3 separate regions of the Anser cygnoides genome follow, and regions 2 and 3 are each linked to region 1. Evidence: chromatin contacts called from public Hi-C data. All regions are on one chromosome and are shown on one strand. Each heading gives the region's core, a stretch centred on a gene start, on an enhancer-like site or on the middle of the called end of the contact. The rest is flanking DNA. Distances are from core to core; before and after follow the strand shown. Region 1 holds the start of CUL1 (cullin 1). Region 2 holds the start of PDIA4 (protein disulfide isomerase family A member 4). Region 3 has its middle 19 kb from the start of PDIA4.

What was found. Hi-C and Micro-C count contacts between places; a contact is called where the count stands out from the background.
Region 2: a contact with region 1 is called in a Hi-C map of liver, with 7 times the contacts expected there. The contact joins the promoter of PDIA4 here to the promoter of CUL1 in region 1. A contact is called at or near these places in 2 of 7 Hi-C or Micro-C datasets (both in liver).
Region 3: a contact with region 1 is called in a Hi-C map of liver, with 13 times the contacts expected there. The contact joins the enhancer-like site here to the promoter of CUL1 in region 1. A contact is called at or near these places in 2 of 7 Hi-C or Micro-C datasets (both in liver).

Annotation. Positions count from the first base shown.
Region 1 is chr2:56,957,277-56,960,385 of Taihu_goose_T2T_genome, reverse strand. CUL1 (cullin 1) reads left to right here and starts at 1,656. Exons shown (of 22, transcript XM_048048996.2): 1 at 1,656-1,789.
Region 2 is chr2:56,785,499-56,788,607 of Taihu_goose_T2T_genome, reverse strand. It overlaps PDIA4 (protein disulfide isomerase family A member 4), which reads right to left and starts at 1,705. Exons shown (of 10, transcript XM_066992153.1): 1 at 1,490-1,705. The coding sequence starts at 1,586.
Region 3 is chr2:56,804,619-56,807,727 of Taihu_goose_T2T_genome, reverse strand. No RefSeq gene overlaps it. Among named protein-coding and RNA genes, the nearest start is that of PDIA4, 19 kb to the right of the region's middle. Within about 2 kb of position 1,652, at least 3 of the 3 cell types and tissues checked have open chromatin away from gene starts, as enhancers often do. A contact at or near this core is called in liver, where this site is marked.

The sequences.
Region 1 (3,109 bases), core at 407-2,906:
GACTGAAAAATCAGTCGTCACCTCCTCCCCCCCCCCCCCCTTTTTTTTTTACCACTCCATTCTCCTTTGGATTTGGTTCCTGTCTCCCCCAGACTATTTCGTTTGCCCTTACTCTTCCTGGCCTTTATTGTATCGTGCAGAGCTGGCCATGCTGATGCAGCACAAAGCATGACTAACACTGACTCTCCTCTAGCACAAACCACATTAGCAAGCCAGGAATTTAGTGATGCCTAGGAATGGTATTTGCAAACTATGTCTACATGGGCAAAATTAATATAAGTGCTGCGATGCCACCCAGCTGACTGACACAGTGTTCACGCTCTGCATTAAACCAGTTCCTCAGACAGTGCTTCTCAAGTGCTTAGCCAGAACTGTTTCATTAGAAGAGCTGTGTCAATGACTTAGCTTATGTCCACTTCACTAGGCTGTGCTGAAGTAAGGCGTTATTATACAGAGAAATACTTTTTCAAGCACTTAGGTGACTAAAGGCCATTAGCTTTGAGAAGGCCAATTTTTGAAAATGGTGTAAAGCTGGTGGAGCCAGGATGCAAGTGAAGCATTTTGCAGTGCAAACAAATGTTTTGTTTCGATTGCTTCCCCATTTTTTTCTCTCTCTCTCTCTCTCTTTTTTTTTTTTCCTATGAAGCTATTGTGTTTTCTGGGTTGATTTCTTAAAACTAATGTAAATGATAAGACTTTTTTATGACGAGTTGCTTTACATGTCTTCAGGTATAATTCAGATCAGTATTTGACTTCATCTTGGCAGGGAAAATCTGCATGGCTTGTGAGGTACAGTACAGATGGCCTTGAATAAGCAAAATACTGAGGACTTGTCAATTCCATTCTTCCTTGCAGCACAATTCCAAAAATATTTATTCCTGAGGACTATGGAATTGTAGGACAGGACTAAGTCCAAAACATTACTTTTCTGAAACTTGCCTTAATTTGGTATGATTTTGCATCACCTATTTCATGGTGTTAAAACTGCAGTCCAGACGAAGGTGACGCAAACGCTAGGAGTTTGTATTTTATTTTGCATTAAAATTATCTATGCTAAATTTGTTCATAGATTGCAAATAAGTTCATCTAACTATTTAAAACTGCATCAGTCAGCCTTACACACCTCCCAACCAGCTCACAACTGAAAAATATATATATTTCAAAGAATTTCTACCTTGTTCTTTCTGCAGTGTTGTTTTCTGAGTTTTTTTTTGAAGTTCATGATTATAGAAAGATTTCTAGCTATCTTTAGTCATTATGACAGTCGCACTTCAATTGCCGTCTAAGTTATCACTTCACTGAAGCTAATGACTCTTGATGCAATACAGACGAGAGCCTCTCAGTTTAGCTTAATAATGCTAGACAAGGACCCTGCCTGGCACAACTTTAGCAGTCATTGGAGCTTTGGGTACCGTGTAGTTCAGTACCGCCTAGGACAAGCCAGGAACCAGAGCTCCCAATAAATACAAAAGCATCAGCCGTTTGGTCGTGGACGGGTGAGAGTCCTGACACTTCAGACTGAGAAGTAAGAGGCCGGTGCTGTGTCGGCGGGGCCCGCACGGTGAGCCCAGAGAAGAACGCGGGTCTCGGGCCCAGGGCCCGGCCGCGGGGCTCCTTCCACCGCGGGGCTGCGGCCGGGCCCTGCCGGGGCACGGAGGGGCGGGCCGGGGCGGCGCCTCGGCGCTCTCCGGTCCGCGGCGCGCCGGGGGGAGGCGGCGGCGGATCCGGGCCCGGCGGAGGCGGAAGGGGCGGGCGGCCGCGGCCTGACTCTGCGGGACGCGCGATGCTGGTGAGCGCGGGGAGGCCGCGCCGCTGTGGCGCAGCGAGGCCGGCGGGGAGGCCGGGACGGGCCGGCAGGGGGGAGGCCGGCAGGGAGGGAGGCCCCGCCGGGCCGAGCCGGGTCGAGGCGGAGCGGGGCCCGGCCACGAGCCACGCCGCGGGGAGCAGCGGCAGGGGAGGCCGGGCCCGGCCGCCTTTCTTCTCCCCGGCGCGCAGCGAGGAAGGGAGGCAGGGAGGCGGCGGCGCGGGGATCCGGCCTCCGGGCCGGGCCGGGACGGGCGGGGAGGCCTCGGGCTGGGCGCTGAAATGCGCGGAGCCGGCGGCGGGGAGCTGCGGGGACCGGGCCGCCCCACCGGGCCCTCCTGCAGGCCCCGGCCGTGCCGTGCTGGGCTCGGCCCAGGCCTCCGCTCGCTCGTCCCGAAGCCCTTTGGGCTCCTCCTGCGAGCTGCCCGGCCGCGGTTTTCCAGCGTTCAGCCGCCTTCTCCTCGGTCCTCGCCGCGCAACCTGCTCTCGCCGTGCCCCAGCCCAGCCGTCCCGCAGCCATAGCGGCGCCCGCGGCTGCCCAGGAGCTGTTGGCTGTGCCCAGAGAAACCCTGCTGTGTCCCCAGCGCCGTGGTGTCTCCCTCGGAGTGCTTCCCTCCTTATCACCTTCCCCAGGTCCCCTCGCAGTCAAGGACTGTGTGCTGGACTTTCCCTTGTTACCTCCTGCTGTTGTGGTGCTCCCAGGGAGGGTGCCCCTCAGATAACCTTTTATCTGTTTGCTTGTTTATGTATTTATTGCCTCCATCCGGATGGCTAGTCCTGCAGTCTTTTGCCATTGCAACTAATCACCTCATTCATCTCCCAGTAACTTTGTCTGCCACTGAAAGCTGACTGTGTCCTCACTGGGATACTTTCCAATCCTTCTTATTTCCTCTTACCTATATTCCTTAATCATCATTGTTCCCTTATTGCTTTTCCTCTTTCAGTTTTCTTCCCCTCAGTAACTGTTCCTGCACCATGATTTTTTGCCCTTCTGATCTTATTTTCCTGTCATTAAAACCTTCCTTCTGATCTCACCTAATACTCTTTCCCTTTGACATATTCCTTTCCTTTGTAGACTCTCATGCTGTCTCCCCCACTTTGTATTTAAATCCTCCAGCTGTGCCTTTGAGGAGAAAGGAATTTAACCCTAGATTATCTGTACACTTGTCAGTAAGCACTAGGAGGACACAGATTACTTACTTGTTTTACCTCTTTTGTTCTCGTTTGTTTGTTACTGGCTTCCTTAACAACCTTGTTCTCCTATATAGTGTTCATATATAGTCACGTGTCTTCACCCTAATACACA
Region 2 (3,109 bases), core at 456-2,955, 170 kb after region 1:
CAGTAACAGCAGCATAAGGTCAGAGTCTGGAAAGGAGAGAACCAAGCATCACGCGTAGAGATTCTGCTTAAGTTAAAAACACTAAACCACTGGATTTCACGTGTATCACTGAAGTAATTTTGTATCTTCCACTGGAAGCAGTCGCATAGCCTGCCAACACAAAGCTTTGACATTGATGTATGGTCATTACACACATCCACTTCTTCCTCCCCAGAGGTGGAGGCATGATAGAGGCATGTAACAGCAGGACTCTAGCCCTTCCAAAATTGCTTAAGGAGAATATATGTTTCTGTAATGACCACGAACTCATCCTCTGGAGTCTATAGCTTCATTGGCGCTTAGGATTACTTTAGCTACCTCTAACACCTCCACCAGCATTGGGTCCAAAGGACCCGCTTTAAGGATCTGAGCAGGTAAGGGGGCAGTGAGGCTTTTGTCATTAAGGAACTTTATTTTGAATCGATGATTTACATTTTCAAGAGAACAGACACAGGATGAGTGTAACTGTGACATCTGATACAGTAGAAGTAACAAGTTAGTATTTGTATAATACAGCTCAAGAAAATAAAACACCTGCACTTTCTTTCTTAAAGCTACTTGCAAAGAAGGTGAACAAGGCAATGAAGAGACAGCTCTGCTATAACTTGTCCTCAAGCAGAATACAGACCGTTTCATAGCACAAATTTCAACACATTATTACTTAAGTCAACTAATAGAAATGACGCCTACTTTAAAACTCTAGGTACGTGATACTAACTGGCACGCCTTTTTTGGGATGATGGGCTACTCTACCTGAAACTGATTGATGCAGTGGCTTTACTGAACTCTCAACCCTTAGTGGAAACCTGGCCTGGTAAGTTTTCCTTGAGTAAGATGATTTCCGTGTGAAAAAGCTGGACCCAAACACGAACACCTTTTGGATTCTCTCTGAAAGCTTCCTTTGGGAAGGGCACTGTAGAGCCTGTTTCCAGGCTGCATCCAGCCAGATGACCTCCATCTCCAGAAACACAGAGGCCAAGACTTGTAATCCATTCCCAGGTCACTCAAAAGCCTTATTTATGAAAGCAGCTTTCCTCCACCTTTTCCGTATCGGATTCTCTACGTGGACCCTTCCTTGTAGCCATGCAAGGGGCGTAACAGCCACGGCGTGCCCATCACAACAACTTCAGGGCTTTGTCACAGGGCTGCACGGTTACAACCAGCCGATTTAATTAGCAGAGATGGAACAAGCGCACAGAAGAGGCGACGCCCCAGGACAATGGGAGGAAAGGCCGAAAAGCGCCCACAGCACAAACTGGGGAAACGGGGACGCTCCGAAGGGCTGCAAGCGCGCCCCTTGACGCCACGAGGCGGCACACGATCTGGCAACGTAGCACCGTCCACCGCGGCTAATTACAGGCTTTTAATTACGCGGTTAGGCAACCTGCCCCCCCCCCCCCCCCGGCCCGAAGCGGGGCTCCCCACGGCTCCCGCCCCGCCCCGCGCTCACCTTCGTCCTCCTCGGCCGCCGCGCCGCGCGCCAGCACGGCCAGCGCCAGCGCCACCCCCAGCAGCAGCAGCAGCGCCCGCACCCCGCGACGCCTCATCCCGCCGGTACTGCTACTGCTGCTGCTCCTACTGCCGCCGCCGCCGCCGCCGCCCTACCGCGCTCCCTGATTGGCTGCTGCCGCCGCCCGGCCCGGCTCCGCTGCGGCGGGGCAAGGAGCGCGCGGGGCCGTCGGCGCGCAGCTGCACGCCCTGCTCTGAGCTGCCGCGCGCCCATTGGCTGCCCGCCGGCCGCCAACCGCCGGCCGCCACGAGCATGGGGCGCAGCCGCGGTGCGGGCGCGGGGGTGGTGCCGGGGAGGGAGGGGGACGGGGCTTCCCCGCCCGCCCGCCGTGCGTAGCGTAACGTTGGCGCTCAGGATTGGCGGGTGCTGCCGGGGGGCGGGCGCAAGGGCGGTGGCGGCGGCCTGTCAGGGCGAGCCGCGTGCGCGGGTGGGCGTGGCCCTCCGTGAGGGGGCCGTGCGATGGCGGTGGTGCGGGGCCGACACGGGCGGGGGGCGGGTCCCGGTGGTTGTGTGGTGGGCGTCGGAGGTCACAGAACGTCACACAAAAAATCGTGCTTTTTTATTTTTTTCAAATTAAATGCGTATTGCTACAGCTTAGTGGGACCTTCTATGAGACCTGCTCAGAAAAGCTGTCTTGATCCTGCCTGATTTGGGAATAAATATTAAAATAAACAGAGTTTGTTCCGATGATGTGTTTTGTTAACATAGACACACAGTAATGCGGTGGTGGTACATAGCCGGGTTGGATAGTGACCCAAATGTGAAAAATTAAGTGTATAGGAGGTTGATATTCACAGGGTGTTTGGTTAATATGACCATTGATTTGAATGTAGTGCTGGTGTGTGAAATATTTCCTGCCTTCCTCATCTGAGTTCGCAAGAGAGAGATTTACAGGGTGTTTGGTTGACATGACTATTGATTTGTGGCCACAAAATGGATCGCAGGAAGTTCCTCACCAACATGCAAAAGAACTTCTTCGCGGTGATGGTGACAGAGCTCTGGAACAGGCTGCCCAGGGAGGTTGTGGAGTCTCCTTCTCTGGAGATATTCAAGGCCTGTCTGGATGCCTACCTGGGCAACCTGCTCTAGAGAACCTGTTTTGGTAGGGGGGTTGGACCCGATGATCTCTTGAGGTCCCTTCCAACCCCTACAATTCTGTGATTCTGTGATTTGAGTATAGTGCTGGTGTGTGAAATATTTGCTGCCATCCTCATCTGAGTTCTGCCATAAGACAAATGGTTGCTACTGCAATCCATTTTATCCCAGCTTTGTTTGGAGATTAACCAGCAGACAGCTGGATAATATCAATATTATACCAATGTAGGGGTGTGCTGTCAGACCCAGCACTTCAGGGCTGACATTGTTTGGACATTGGAAAACAGGTGAAAAAAACTCATAGAAAAAAAAATAACCAGGTAAGAGGGAGAAGTAGCGTGATTATTGCTTTCATCTGTTAGAATGTGAAATGCAGGATTAAATAGTTTTTCTTCTGTGACGGCTAAGTTTTATACCTATACTCGTTAACCAAGTTGAAAAACGAGGTTAGTAAACTTGCTAGAG
Region 3 (3,109 bases), core at 403-2,902, 150 kb after region 1:
AAGGACAGGTAGGAGACATGAAAACACAGCAGTGGGCAAGGGATAGGTAGTCATTCTCCTCCTGCATATGTGCTGGGAGCTTAAAATACCAGATACTTGCATCTTTTCTGCAATGAGCACCAAAACGGCATGCAGCTTGGGCATGTAGAATAGAATTGTTCAGCTGGAAAGGACCTTCAGATCAAGTTCAAACATGTCAGACTACTTCAGGGCTCACACAAAATTAAAACGTATCATTAAAAGCATTATCTATGTGTCTCTCTTAAACACAGACACGCACAGCACATCAACCACCACTCTTGGAGGCCTGTTCCAGTATCTGTTTACCCTTTCAGTGAAGAAGTTTTTCCCTAACGTCTAGTCTGAGCTTCCCCAATGTGGCTGTGAGCCATTCCCACTCGTCCTATCACCAGGTACCAGGGAGAAAAGACAAACAGCTCTCTCTCAACTTCCCCTTCTCAGGAAGGTGTGGAAAGCAACAAGATCATCCCTCAACCTCCTCTTCTTCAGGCTTGACAAACCCAGTGTCCTCAGCTGCTCATCACAGGACGTGCCTTCCAGCCTGTAGAGTTTTATTATACACCTATCAGATAAGGATCATGGGGGGGGTGTGGGGGGGGGAGGGGGCGGGAAAGACACACATTCCCCTACCCATCCTCTAACTAAGAGGCATTTTCCCCAGAATATATGCTGACAACTGAGGAAGCTTTCAAGAGTTTGAAGAGAGAACATGAAGTCCTTCCTTGCAGCTGAGCAGATCTACCAGCTTGCTTCTAGCAGGAGGTAGTAATCTCACGTGCAATTTTTCTTCCCTCATTGTCCTAAATATTGCTGCATGCCTTGTGCAACCTCTGGTACTCATCAAGTTTCTCTGTGAGCTAATTCAAGTCACTAACCTGGCAGAAAACAAACCTAGCAAAGAACTGACCAGCAAGGGAGCAACTGGTGGCATAGAAGAGGAATGAAGTCTTTCTTGGATGTCACTAGGTATTAGGCTGGTTCAGCTGAAGCTCATCCTAGAGCTTTGGTCAGATTATTTATACAAAGTAAATAATGTAAAGAAATATACAAAATACCCTAAAAAGAACATTTTCTTTGGAGCTAGTGATGTTCTCAGCTTGAGACTAAGCTAGGGCCCACTTGTGTGTGCTCTGCTTTCTGTGTGCTTTATGCAACAATAAGACTGATTTTGTAGCAGGATTTTTATTTTCTGTGTAAATGGCTGGCACAAAGCAAGCTGCTATCCTTGGCTGGCAAGTGAGTCCTGATGAGAAAACTATGGTATGTCTTGCTGCACCAAGATACTGACTAAAAAATCCTGTGACTGATGTCATGGATATTTTGAATAACCATAGTTTTAAACAAATCTAAAATTGCACAATGATCATTTATATGCACTTTACAAATGTTCAGTTTTGGACAGATTGCTGTGAATAATTTTCTCCAGTAATTAACCCAAGTGGTATATTAAATATCAGGAAAATGAGGCAATCACAAACAGCTATTCATACCACACACATGAAGTGTGTGCATATACACTTTAGAAATTCCTCTAGCACAATGCATTTGCATAAAGCAATGCAAGTAATCCGTTGCACATTCATGCCTGTCTGAAAGGCAATAAAGATGTGGTGCCCTCACCACAAGTGAGAGCATATTTTTTCTCCTTTAAGATCTTTTTTTCCTTTTCCTTTGATATCCATTTCATCTTCTGTTCTTCCTCCTTTGAGCTCTGTGCTGGAGATCTTCTATTTGCATACTAAAGAACCATTGCTGTTGCTTCTGTCCCTCCTGAACACTGCTGATGCTCTATTCTGTTACCAAATGCACCTGCAGGTGACATACGCTGCAGTCCACACTCTCCCGACATGTTTTCCAGGTACTGCTGAGGTCAGTCACAGGCTTAGGTTTCTTCTTTCTGGTGAACATGCACAACGTGCTTGCTTTCTCCAGGTGCTGGTGCGCCTCACAGGGTTGTGGAACGCTCAGGTGCGAATCATTGCAGACCAGGCCTCTCAAGCCATGAGATCAGCTGGCAAAGCACGAGGCTTTACTCATCTGTTTATTTTTAACGAGGCGTTCACGAACACTGGCACTATTGGAGACCTTCAGTCCCAGGGGTACGTTACGTGCCTGCTGGCACCGTGAGTGTAGAAGGAGTTTCTGCCCGGAGCAGAAACGCTTTTTTTTTTTTTCCCCATAGGGCTGCTTCTAAAAACACATTTTGAAAGCCGCAGGGTGCCTGGGCACCCCCTCCTGGCACACTTTTTTCTCAGCTGGCAGAAACCAGATCACCTCTGAGAGAAAATGGGGGGTGGGGGGCGGGGCCAGAGGCGTGGCCTCGCCCACGCGCAGGCTCCAGCAGAGGCGCGGTGCCGTGATTTGCATGACGCCTTCCCAGGGGGCAGCGCGGCGCTTGGCGGCCGGCAAGGTCCGGTCCTGGCTCCGCTCGGTGACGGGTGCCTCAAATCGGGCCTGGCGCCGGCGGCGGGGCTGGCACCGAGAGCACGGCACCAGGGACACGGCACCGAGGGCACAGAGCCATCAGTAGCCATATCCTAAAGAGTAGTCGAATACTGGAGGTATAAATAAGAGCCGGATGGAGGTGTGCTGTCGGCTGGTCCGAAGGTAGTGGGGTATCTCAATTGATTGTTCACAGTCAGTTACAGATTGATCTCCTCGTTCTCTCTTTCCCCCCTTCCCACTACTGCACTTGACTGGTCTTTTGCAGCCCATCCCCATGCAAGGTCTCAACCTTGACTTTTGCAGGTGGAACATTGCTTGCCGTGCGGCTCCCAGCCTCTCGGCTTGTCTTAGTGCAATGACAAGTACCCAAATACTTTAAATAGCTTCCGGCCTTTGCACCCCTTCCCCAGGGCTGGGTGTGGGGAAAAAAGGGTGCCAAGTAAGCTCTAGCATAAATAAGGGGGTTAATGAATCAAAAAAACATGGGATTTTAGAGCTTCAAGGGAATCCCAAGAGCATATTGGGTTTGCAGGTGTCAGGAGAAGCCGTGAGTTTTTGTGGGAAGGCAGGGGCTGGGGGATGAGGCAAAATCTCTGGGTACGGGGAAGGTGGTCAAAATATTTTTGTCAGTCCTTATTCTGAA